2 separate regions of the Mus musculus genome follow, and region 1 is linked to region 2. Evidence: chromatin contacts called from public Hi-C data. All regions are on one chromosome and are shown on one strand. The core of a region is the stretch at or near the end of the contact, and the rest is flanking DNA. Distances in the headings are between cores, read along the strand shown.

Region 1 (5,291 bases), core at 1,942-4,441, 270 kb before region 2:
CCACTGAAATGATGGCTCTGTTTGGTGGAGGAGCCTGCTCTTAATTTTTTTCTTAGCTATTACTGACCACGTGGAGAGCAAATATATTTCCAAAATACAGCCCAGGTACCACTTCTACTCTCGTTTGGAATGTTCACTGGATGAAAGCAAAATGCCCAGACATTTAGATTACCCAAGCTAGGAAATTGTCTGATCTGGTCAGAACTCACATTGAGTTCTTCTCAGCTTCACCTGTCCCTTCAACTGTCCTTGACCAGTCACCTCCTCTCTCCATTAATTGGCAGAGTAGGACAGTGCCTGGTAGCAGGCCTTTGGATTATAGCTGAGGGTTTTACTAAATTAAACTGTATATGAGTAGCAGCCATGCAGAGGCAGCAAGGTGATCTGGCCTAACAGCTCCACAGGTAGAGTGCTGGGTTAAGATCTTAGAGTTGTTTCTTTTACACCTCTCTTTCTGAAAGGCTGGGAGACTGATAATAGCAAGCTCAGGTGACATTTAGCAGAAGCACAATGGCATTCAGATTGTTAGCTAGCCCTTTAGAACTGTGACAAAAATCCCTGAGGAAACCCCCTGAAGGGACGATGATTTCAGCTCATGGTTTCAGAGGATTGGGTCACTGGTCAGCTGACTCTGCAGTTTGTTGTATATGAGGCTGGCCATGGTGGTGTAGGATATGGGGGGACAAACCTGCTTGCCTCATAGTGGCCAGGAAACAGAAGGAAAATGAGGAAAGGGTTGGGGACAAGATGTGATCATCAAGGACCTGCCTCTAGTGACCTTCTTCCTTTAGTGACATTTGATGTTTTTACATCTCCAGAACCTCCCAAAATATCACAACAAGCTAGGGACCTTTGAAACAAGCCTGTGGGAACATTTCATATCCAAATTGTAGCATAGTCCTAAAGACAACAAAACTAAAGTCTACATGGTCAAGGTATATAGTTCATACCAGGTTAGGCTAGAGCTATGTTCCACAAGAGACAAAGCTAAGCCATCAACTAGAAGAAACTATATTCACAGACACACACACAGATGAACACATAGACACACACACACAGGCACACAGAGACACATATTCACACACAGATACACACACATGCATGCACACATACATGCCCAAGCACAAACACAAACATACAGATATACATACACAGAGAAGCACACACATAGGCACACACACATACACACACGTACACACATTCTGAAATGTACCAAAAATCCTAATACCACTCTGCTAAAGTATTCTTGGGCCATTTTCTCTTGAATTGGGACCTGGCTTGACACATAGTTGGAAGCAGAGACCACTGTCCAAATGAATGGAGCTTCAGCCTCCAGGAACAGGAAATAGAAACAGATAAAAAGGAGTCAAATTAGGCCAATGGGTCCATTTGAACTATTTGTAAGTGTTAACTGAGGCATTTTTAAGTGGTATTACCACTTCCCAGATATGAGGGTTTTCGGAGTACCATGTGTCCTGAAAACCAGTGAAGTGGCATGATTCTCAATGAACCTCCAGGTTTCCAGATGTACTCCAAGAAGAGTTAGGGGAGGCACAGAGAGGTTTTTTTTTTTTTTTTTTAACATTATGTGAATCATAGTTCTATAGCAGGTTCAGTATTAATATGGTTTAGGTTTCCCTTACAGTGTGTCCATGCTCACTCTTGTGTATTCCAAAATATCATTTTGTGTGCACTGCATACGTGTGTGTGTGTAAGTATGTGTGTGTATGTGTATGTGTGTTTGTGTATGTGTGTGTGTGTGTGTAAGTGTGTGTGTGTGTGTGTGTGTGTGTGTGTGTGTAAGGGCAGGACTTCTTAAAAGACTTCATCATCATAAACTCAGCCATCTCCTTCATGCCATTGTCCCCTTCCTGTGACACATCTCAGTTAGACCCTGGGCAACAACCTCAGTTTAGAACAAGAATCTTCCTTAGCACATTCTCTTCATAGAGCAGAGCCATATCTGACACCTCTGAAGTGTCAGCTCTGCCACTGTCAACTGTGTGACCTGAGGTGTGTTTACTTAACCCTCTGGCCTCGGGTCTCTCCACAGAAAATGAGAACAGAAACGAAGCTTCCTACAAGGCTTATAAGGATAGAGGAGTAAACTCTCTGGAGGCCCCATAGCAAGGCAGCCATGGAGTCACTGTGATGCAGGTGCATGGGGCATACATCCTTGACATGTTCACTCCTGTGTTTCCTGGAGAGCCTACTCCTGGCCAGGCAACTCTTAGCACCACACATAAGAAAAGGCTCCCTTCTCCAAGATGCTTCAGAGCCAATGTAGGAAACAAGTAAGCTAGAGTCCTGTATCATACCATGGGGCCACCAAGCAAGGCTGAGATAATGAGGGGAGACTTTATTTTTTTCCCATTTTTTATTAGGTATTTAGCTCATTTACATTTCCAATGCTATACCAAAAGTCCCCCATACCCACCCACCCCCACTCCCCTACCCGCCCACTCCCCCTTTTTGGCCCTGGCGTTCCCCTGTTCTGGGGCATATAAACTTTGCGTGTCCAATGGGCCTCTCTTTCCAGTGATGGCCGACTAGGCCATCTTTTGATACATATGCAGCTAGAGTCAAGAGCTCCGGGGTACTGGTTAGTTCATAATGTTGTTCTACCTATAGGGTTGCAGATGAGGGGAGACTTTAAATGGACCCCAAATAGACACAGTTCAGACAGGAGTACATCTCAGTGGAGTCCATGGGGTCAGTGGTCTACCACTTGACTCTGAGTTAGAGTCAAGGGTTTGAGGAGCAGATGGAATGAGGTGCCAGACCAGAAGGTAAAAGTATGATGACCTTTTAAGCAGCCAGTTCTGTCTAGCTGGGGGACTACAAAGAGAGGAAGGAAGTGGTAAAGATGGCAATACTAGCAGAAGCCAAGTGACAGGAGTTTTGAGATATGCCTGAGTATTAGTCGTCATCCTATAGGGCATGATGACTCTGTGCCAAAGCACTGATAAGCTCTGATTTTGGTTGTAGAATCCCTCAGTCTGAACCTAGGGAGTGGGTTAGAGATGAAGAATTCAGGCAGAGACTGGTTTGGTGCAGTTATCTATCCTCTTCCAGGGGAGCACTTCCTTGGTGGTTGACAATAAGCCGATGACTTGCCTAATGTGACTCAACTTCAAAGCACTCAGAAGTGAGAAGAATTCATAGCTGTGGTAGCTTGCTTCACTGACCTGCTGGCCCATCCAAGCTCTGCCCACATTTCCATGGTCACTGGCAGTGAAAGACTATGAGAACTCAGGCAACCTTGCAGGGGACCTTGGCTTTTCCATGAGTCATAAATCACATCAGAAATCTCTTGGGTTTACTCAGACCACCATGTATCTATCCAAAAACATTTTTTAAAAGATACATCACTCTAATTGGCACTGACACACACACACACACACACACACACACACACACACACACACACACACACAGAGTAACTCACTAAACAAAAGCTAAATATTTTGCTGGGTCATCAGTGAGACTGGCAGGGGTACTGATGGATGGGATGGAAACCTCCGTAGGTTGGAGGTCAGAGCATGGCTAGCAGAGAGAGCATACATCAGACAAAGTGCTACATGTTCATTTAGGCTTCAGCTCCCTGGAAGGTTTGAAACAAGGGCTGCCCAGGTGCCAAGAAAGGAGAGTGACTAGTTAGAAGGGAAAGGTGGTCACAGGTATGAATCCTTCACAGATATTGTTAGCAATTTTACCAGGAAAAGAAAACCACACCAAAGCTCCCATTCTGTCATCCCAAACATCTCCCTAGATAACAATCTCACATTGCACAGACACAGGCATATTTGATGAAGCTGGGGCGTATTGACATGAACTGCTACTACGTAGCATCAACTAGTTGCTTGGTTGGGAAGGGAGGAGCTCTTTGTCCCTTCTTTACAGCATTCACCTATACTTCATTTGTAGATCTGTCTCGTTCGTGTACTTATCAAACACCTCTGGGCACTGAGAGGGGGCTAGGCTCTGACTTACAGTCCTGGGTGAAAGTAGCCACATCCGGAGCTCTCTCCCCATCATATGGTTAGCTGCTGCCCCCTATGAAAGGCCAGGTTATCTGCAGAGCCTATGCTATTAGCTTGAGATCTTATTTGTGTGGGTAAGGAAATGTTTCTTCTTTGCCCTGGCAACTCTAGAATCAGTTTGCCGTGCCTAATTAGACCTCTTTAAAATGGTGTGACAGCTGAATATACCCTAGGGTCTTCTGATACCCTTAATGTAGTAATCATGGGTAAGTGCTAAATTTAAAAAAAAAAAGTTCCTTTTTTTTATTTTTCTGCAGCCAGATATCACAGGTTAGCTTCCAAATCACAAGGGTTCTCTTCACCCTAGACAGTACCTCCTAATGGCAGGGGGGTGCCTGAAAACCTTCATGAATTGGGATTTGGAAGAAGCCAGACCCACCCCCAGGAGCTCAGTACAACTCTCAGAGATTCTTGAGTTCATTTAGGAGGACCTCTCACATCTAACTTTACACAGGATTTGTCTCAAAGTAATATCCTGACTTAGAGAAATTGTTCCCTAGTTAGCTGTCCCCTTAACTTGAATGCCACCCTGTCCTGCCTTTTCTTCTAGCAGCTGTCTGTCTTCATTGACATCTCACCTCCTTCACCAGGCCTGGCACCGCCCCTCTCTTCCCAGCACCCAATCCCTGGTCTTCCTTTGGGCTGGCACCAAATGTCCTTCCTGTTAAGCAACTGAGCACATTTTAATGTCTCTGACTAGCTTGCTATAACCAGACAGACTGGCTTCTTGAGAATTAAGTCTAATCCAGCCATGGTACAGTAAGCCACGTTTGACCTGCAAAACCACGGTGGGGCCAGGCCACCTCCTCCCCACACACAGCGTGTGACTCATGACTTCTAGGAGGACAGTGATTGAGATAAAGGTCATTTTGGATTTCAAAGCAGTTTCTTTAATTGTTGTTGGGGTTTTTTTGGGGGGGTGATTTTTGTTTTGTTTTTAAACACCTAAGCCATTTTAGTTTTATAGCCATCAAAAGAATTTTGTAATCAAACTACTGGAAAGTGTGTAGAACTTTTCATCTTCGAGACAGTTAAAAACATTAATTAACGAGAACAGGGCACCTCTGAGGAAGAGGAAATGGCTCTGTCTGGACATGCCCCACTGCCCCTCTCTCAACTCCCTGCTGCTGTGAGACACACCCCTGTGGTCCTGGATCTGGGCTTCTCATCTTCCCAAGGCTTAGAGGATTTCATCTCCAATACAGAGCCATGGGAATTTATGCCAGGGCATGATGCGTGTGTCATGGC
Region 2 (5,667 bases), core at 1,313-3,812:
CTTAGTCTCAGTTTCAGTCTCCAATGGGTCTGGGGCAAGAAAGTTAGGAGACCTTGCTGGGTGGGGCAGCTCAGTGAGTTTCTGCTCTGGGAAAAATACTGACCTCTAGCATTTTCCTAGGGGTTTGACACCAGTATGACCTTGACGGACATGTCTTTTCTCAGTCCCCATTGTACTTTTCTACTTCAGGAAGATACAGGCTCATCCACACAGGGGTTTCAGGAATTGTGGGAAGGGGGAATCTTGAGAGGTGGCAGACGTCTTTTTGATTTGCCTTCAATCCTTGAATCTGGGAGCTGGGGAAGGCTTTGAACACCCCACCCAGCTCTCTTGAGACAAAACAAACAAACAAAAAACAAACAAACAAACAAACAAACCAGTATGCAGAGACTGATGCCAGCCATGTCACAGGCCTCCCATGGCAGATGTGGTTGTTTGAACTGGGGATATGTCTGGGGACAGAAGGCAAGGAGGTTAAGACTTTATATGTCAGTTCCATGTTAATCTTAAACCATTGCCAGAATAAAGACACCTGTATTTACCAGGATGAATTTGCTGAAGGAAACAGACTGGTATTATATTATCACATACCAAGAAAATATTCCAGTGCTGTAAAAATAATACGTTACCCTGAAAGGGGTCCCCTGAGCTAATTCTTCTTCAGTAGATCAGGCCAATAGTACTCTTATTAGGCTAATAGGATATACCAATCCAGAGAATGATTGAACTCAAATATGGACATAATTACCTAGCTGGATCTATATAGCCAGAAACTGGAACCCTAGTGACCATAACCACTATGCCCTTAGATGGATGTTATTGTTTTCCAATATTTTCTCCAAGTCACAGTCCTGCTTGTTATTGTCTTGATTTCTCAGGTCTTTACACTGTTGACTTAAGTGACAAACATGTTACCTGTTTTCAGAATGCAAACCAAACACATGTGCTCTGATTCCTCCAGTGTCTCTGCACAGAGTGTTGCTCAGAGACAGTTGAGGCAGGCAGCCCATCACATGCTGTGCCCCCTTTATGCCCTGTCCAGATGCTCCCAGTGAAAGTAAGTTCCCATGTCTGCAGCTTCCCAGTTTGACTGAATGGCTCAGCCCGTGGGAAGAGTCCCTTTGAGGAATCTGCAGTTCCCAACAGGCAGGCAAAGCATTGTGAAGAGAGGCCGGGTGCTGGAGCCTTCCTTTCTTTTCTCACAGATGTGAATATCCCTCCCCGGCTTTTCTTCCTAAGCCCTCTGTAATCTGGCCTGGGGTAGGGGCATTTGCAGTACAAGAACATTATTCTGAAATCTGTCACTCCTCATGTTAAGTAGATTCTTGCATGTTCGCGCCTGTGCTTATTTTGAAGTAAATTTATGTGTGGTCATAAGAGCTTCTGAGGCAGGGAGATTAATCATGGAGTCACCACACTCACTGAGGAGGAGTGGAAAGGGAGGAGTCTGGGCTTAGTTTTTTCTGGAATAAGAAAATTCCATGGTGGCTCGGGCTGGTTATAATAGTTCTAGTATGGGCAGTCATGAACCATGGTCACCTACAACAGTCTACCCTAATTGTGGGCTGTGAGGCAGCAGCCTTGAAACTAGATAAAAATATCCCTTCTCTGACAGTATCTCAGACCCACTGACACAGAGCCCTCTGAGACTGGTCCCAGAAATCAACATCTTGCAAAAATCTAGGATGTGGGAGATGTCAGGCCTTCACTTATGCTAAAATTGAATGTGTCTTGATCTTACAGTAGTATTTTGGAAAATAAGTCATGAATGGCCCATATTTACCTCTTTCCTCAAATCTAGCTCATTCAGAAGGTGCTGGGATACTTTGGAGGTATTACCTTAAATATAGGACTAGAGATGTGATATGGAGTTAAACATGAATATCTCATTGCTCAAAAACCAATGACAACCCCATGTACTAAAGAAGACTAATGCTAATATTTAAGCAATAGGTTTTACTTTTTGATATAAGGTTCTCAAAATATGTATCCAAAGGTCCACTAGTCTATTATAAGATAACATTCTCTCTCTTTTCTCTCTCTCTCTCTCTCTCTCTCTCTCTCTCTCTCTCTCTCTCTCTCTCTGTTTCTCTCCCCCCTCTCTCTCTTTCTCTCTCCCCCCTCTCTCTCTTTCTCTCTCCTCCCTCTCTCTCTCTCTCTCTTTCTCTTTCTCTCTCTTTCAAGTACATGATAAAGGAAGAGCTTACATTTCCCCCTCCACAGGTAGAGAGGAATTGAGGCCCAGTGAACTATGCCCTGAGAACACACTAGTGTGGAGATCTTCCATTGCTTTGTCGTGTCTTGAACCATGTCTGCTAGTACCCATTGCCAGCGGGAGCTGCTTTGTTGAGTCAGCCTGTTCTTCTTTTTTTCTTTCTAGAATTCTGTGTGTGGGAACATGCCACTTCACAGGATGTGGGGTCTGATTCCCATGAAGGATGCACGTCCCGTTGCTGGAATTTTGCCAGGTCTAGATCTATCCATCTATGGGCAGATGACCCAGTCTCTAGAGGAAACCCGGCAGTGTTCTGATTTTAATGACTCTTAAGCCAAAGATGTTCTACTTAACCAAGACTGGACAGCATTTAGCAACTTGCCAATACTTAGACTGGTTAGTCATTTGAAACAATACAGTTACCAGTGAATCATAGCTAAGTAACAGAAATGAAGCCAAATTAATGAGTGGCAGAGTTCCCTTTGGTCTGGGAGGCTGATTTATAGCTTCCCTCCTAGAAGTTTCAGGATACGGATGCAGATTTCAGGGCACATAGAAACTGATATACTTTTTCCCTTCCACTAAGTTTAGTAGTAGTCCATTGACAGCTGTTATGGAGGATAATCAACTGTTTTCTAATTGAATCTGAAGCCCATCCCACAAGAGGGAATTTATGGTTCATGCTATAAACCTGTCCAAAAGCCTGTGGTTTTATGAGAGATCATAGTCACTGGGTAGAATATACTCATTTCATTCACATGGACATGCAGTCAAGCTGCTTGACTACATGATTATCCAAGTTTGTGCTGTTTAAAACAAAGATATGAATGGGATCTGTCTTCATGTAATGGTCAGCTCCTAAGAGAGAGCAGTGCCACATTCCTTATCTGAAAAGTAAGCTATACTCTCTACCACAGTCGTATGCAATGGAAATATTGTATAGGACACATGGGTAATTTTAAATTTCCCAGTAATGATATTATAAATAGTAAAATAAAATAGTTTTAATAATATATTCCACTTAACCCAATGTAACCAAACTACTGTCACTTCAACATGAGATCAAAATAAAAATACATGACATGTATTGTGACCCCCAAATCTAGAGTATCCTGCTTTCACAGAGCATTTCAATGCAGATGTAAATCTTTCATCAGACATATTTGATTTTAATTTAGATATCATGAAACTAACGGGAAAAGAGTAGATTCTCATATTTACTCTATAAATATGCTTAAAAATGTTCAGTCCTCAATATGAGTAATTTTAACTAAATTAATTTAAATTAAAATCAAAACATTAACCAGTTAGAGAAGCCACATAGCCATGCTCAAGCTCATAGCTCATGCTCAGCTGGTAGTCACTCTAGCTCTACCCTCTGGACTCTGATTCTAAGAGGTTTTGCTACTGCCTCCTCTAGGAAGGTAAAATTAAGATGATGGCAAAGGAAGCAGGTGGTTTGTCTGGAAAGAGGACAGTTTTTAGAGAATTGACAAATGTTCAAAAGCACTTGTTTGAGAAAACCAGGCTATGGCTTAACTTGCATTAGCTCTGGTTTGCTCACATAGAAATGAGGACTAGGTGGTGTCTTTCACAGTTATTAACTGGAATCAGGCATCATGACAGGGGCTGTGAAGTATAGGTTCAGAAGACAATGGAGCCTGAGAACATCTGAGCAGTTGGCTCTCAATTTATGAGTGTCTTCACTTCGTGGACATAAACATTTCAAAAGAATGAGTCTTTGATAGAGAAGAACTTACAACTGACTAATAATCTCCCAGCTCCTGGGACCTTGAGAAAATGTCCCCAACATCCATGAACTTGGTAGTAGTAGGCACCAAGTGATGATGAGAGGCATGGGCTCCTCTTTAAATTTTACTTACGTTGTCCTTCTCCCAAGAGCCCTTGCTAGTAACCCTTTACCCACTTTTCAGAACTCTAGTTCCTGAAGATAGTACTCCTTCAAGAAGAATTATTCAAATCCTTTCCATGTTCCCTATAGTTCTTATAGGAAAGCAATGCTGATAAAGGAGTTAGGAAGCCAGAATTGTCTCTTTCCCAGGCATGGTCCCAAATGACTGTTTCTGAATCCATTTATAATCAATGAGATAAAAAAAAAGATGTTTCTGGGGAAGAAGACAGGATATCAAATAAAAAATAATATTGCTGTCTATTCTTGGATGTCCAACACCTGGATTAGTTTATTTAATTATACAACTCCTTTGGAAATTAGGGAACCTACCTAAGTCAGTTAATTCAGTACAAGAGCTAAACTGTTGACTACTATGCAGCAAAGAGATGATATTTGAGACATTGCCACTTCTTTCACTCAGAGAAAGAACCAGAGATTTGTTTGAGGTAATAGTGAATCTGATTACAACTTCATTCCCCGACTCCCTTGCAGCTAAGGGTAGTCATGTGACTAGTAAAGTGGAGACAAACATTTCTGTATCAGGCTCCTTGGAAAGAAACCTCTGACAACATTTCTCTCCATGTTCTAGCTTGAACTTTGTATTCTGCCTAGAGACAAAACAGCCATCTTGTCATATGAGGTTAAGAGCTACTTCAAGGCCACAGAGTAAGATGCTAAGAGAAATCATGATCTTTGAGACCTTGATCAGCTACAAACCCTGCTGAGTTGTGACACCTGACCCCCATTAAGACACCCATATAACATCTCTATTTGATTAAACCACTGTGCTTAAATGTTGACAGCCAAAGGAATCCTAGTTAACAGAAGTTAGAGGTAGTCAAGACACCTAGAAAGCTTCATTTCTTCCTCCTCCTCCTCATCTTCCTTTTCCTCTTCTCCTCTTTCTCCTTCTCAAACTTCTCCTTGTTATAATTCTCTAATGGAGAATTGTCAGGTCATCTTATCTCCATTACATTTTTGGTTGACACACATTTTCTATTGTCTTTCTTCATCTGATTGCTGCTACCAAAACAGTTCCCGGGAAGTTTTATTTTTTTTGCCTGACCAGAATGGTTATTCTTGGACTACCTGTAAGGTTTCCCACGATTGGCCCAGAGATTCACCTGACAAAACTAAAAACCATATAATCACAGTGGCAATGATCCCTAACTCCCTTCAGTCTAGAATTCCTGTGGAACAGAAGACAGGCATACAGAGCTTCCAAAATAGTCAATTAAAATAAAGTCCTAGACAGCAGTTGACGTTTACCACTTACAAGCCAAATTCAGTCCCACCCTGACTCTGTGGATACTTGTGTTTGAAACACACATGCTCATTTGTTTATACATTGCCTGGGGGTGTCTTTGTACTAAGTTAGCCCCATGAAGTAATTTTAACAGAGTCAGTATGGCTAAAAAGCCTTAAGTCTTTACTCTCCTGATCTCCACGGGGGGGGGGGGGGGGGGAGGCTCCTGCACGATCCTGACCCTTACTACAGTGTATGAGCAAGTAGCTATTGGAAAAAAAAGACAGACTAAAT

The links. A called contact is a pair of places that touch in the nucleus more often than the background predicts.
Region 1: a Hi-C map of adipose-derived mesenchymal stem cells shows a contact between it and region 2, with 3 times the contacts expected there. The contact joins two enhancer-like sites. A contact is called at or near these places in 3 of 484 Hi-C or Micro-C datasets (the Patski cell line, adipose-derived mesenchymal stem cells and myocytes).

Annotation. Positions count from the first base shown.
Region 1 is chr14:29,080,286-29,085,576 of GRCm38.p6, reverse strand. All of the region lies in intron 17 of Cacna2d3 (calcium channel, voltage-dependent, alpha2/delta subunit 3), which reads left to right. Among named protein-coding and RNA genes, the nearest start is that of Lrtm1, 65 kb to the right of the region's middle. Within about 2 kb of position 3,191, at least 19 of the 459 cell types and tissues checked have an H3K27ac peak or open chromatin away from gene starts, as enhancers often do. A contact at or near this core is called in adipose-derived mesenchymal stem cells, where this site is marked.
Region 2 is chr14:28,805,201-28,810,867 of GRCm38.p6, reverse strand. No RefSeq gene overlaps it. Among named protein-coding and RNA genes, the nearest start is that of Gm35217, 9.6 kb to the right of the region's middle. Within about 2 kb of position 2,562, at least 10 of the 459 cell types and tissues checked have an H3K27ac peak or open chromatin away from gene starts, as enhancers often do. A contact at or near this core is called in adipose-derived mesenchymal stem cells, where this site is marked.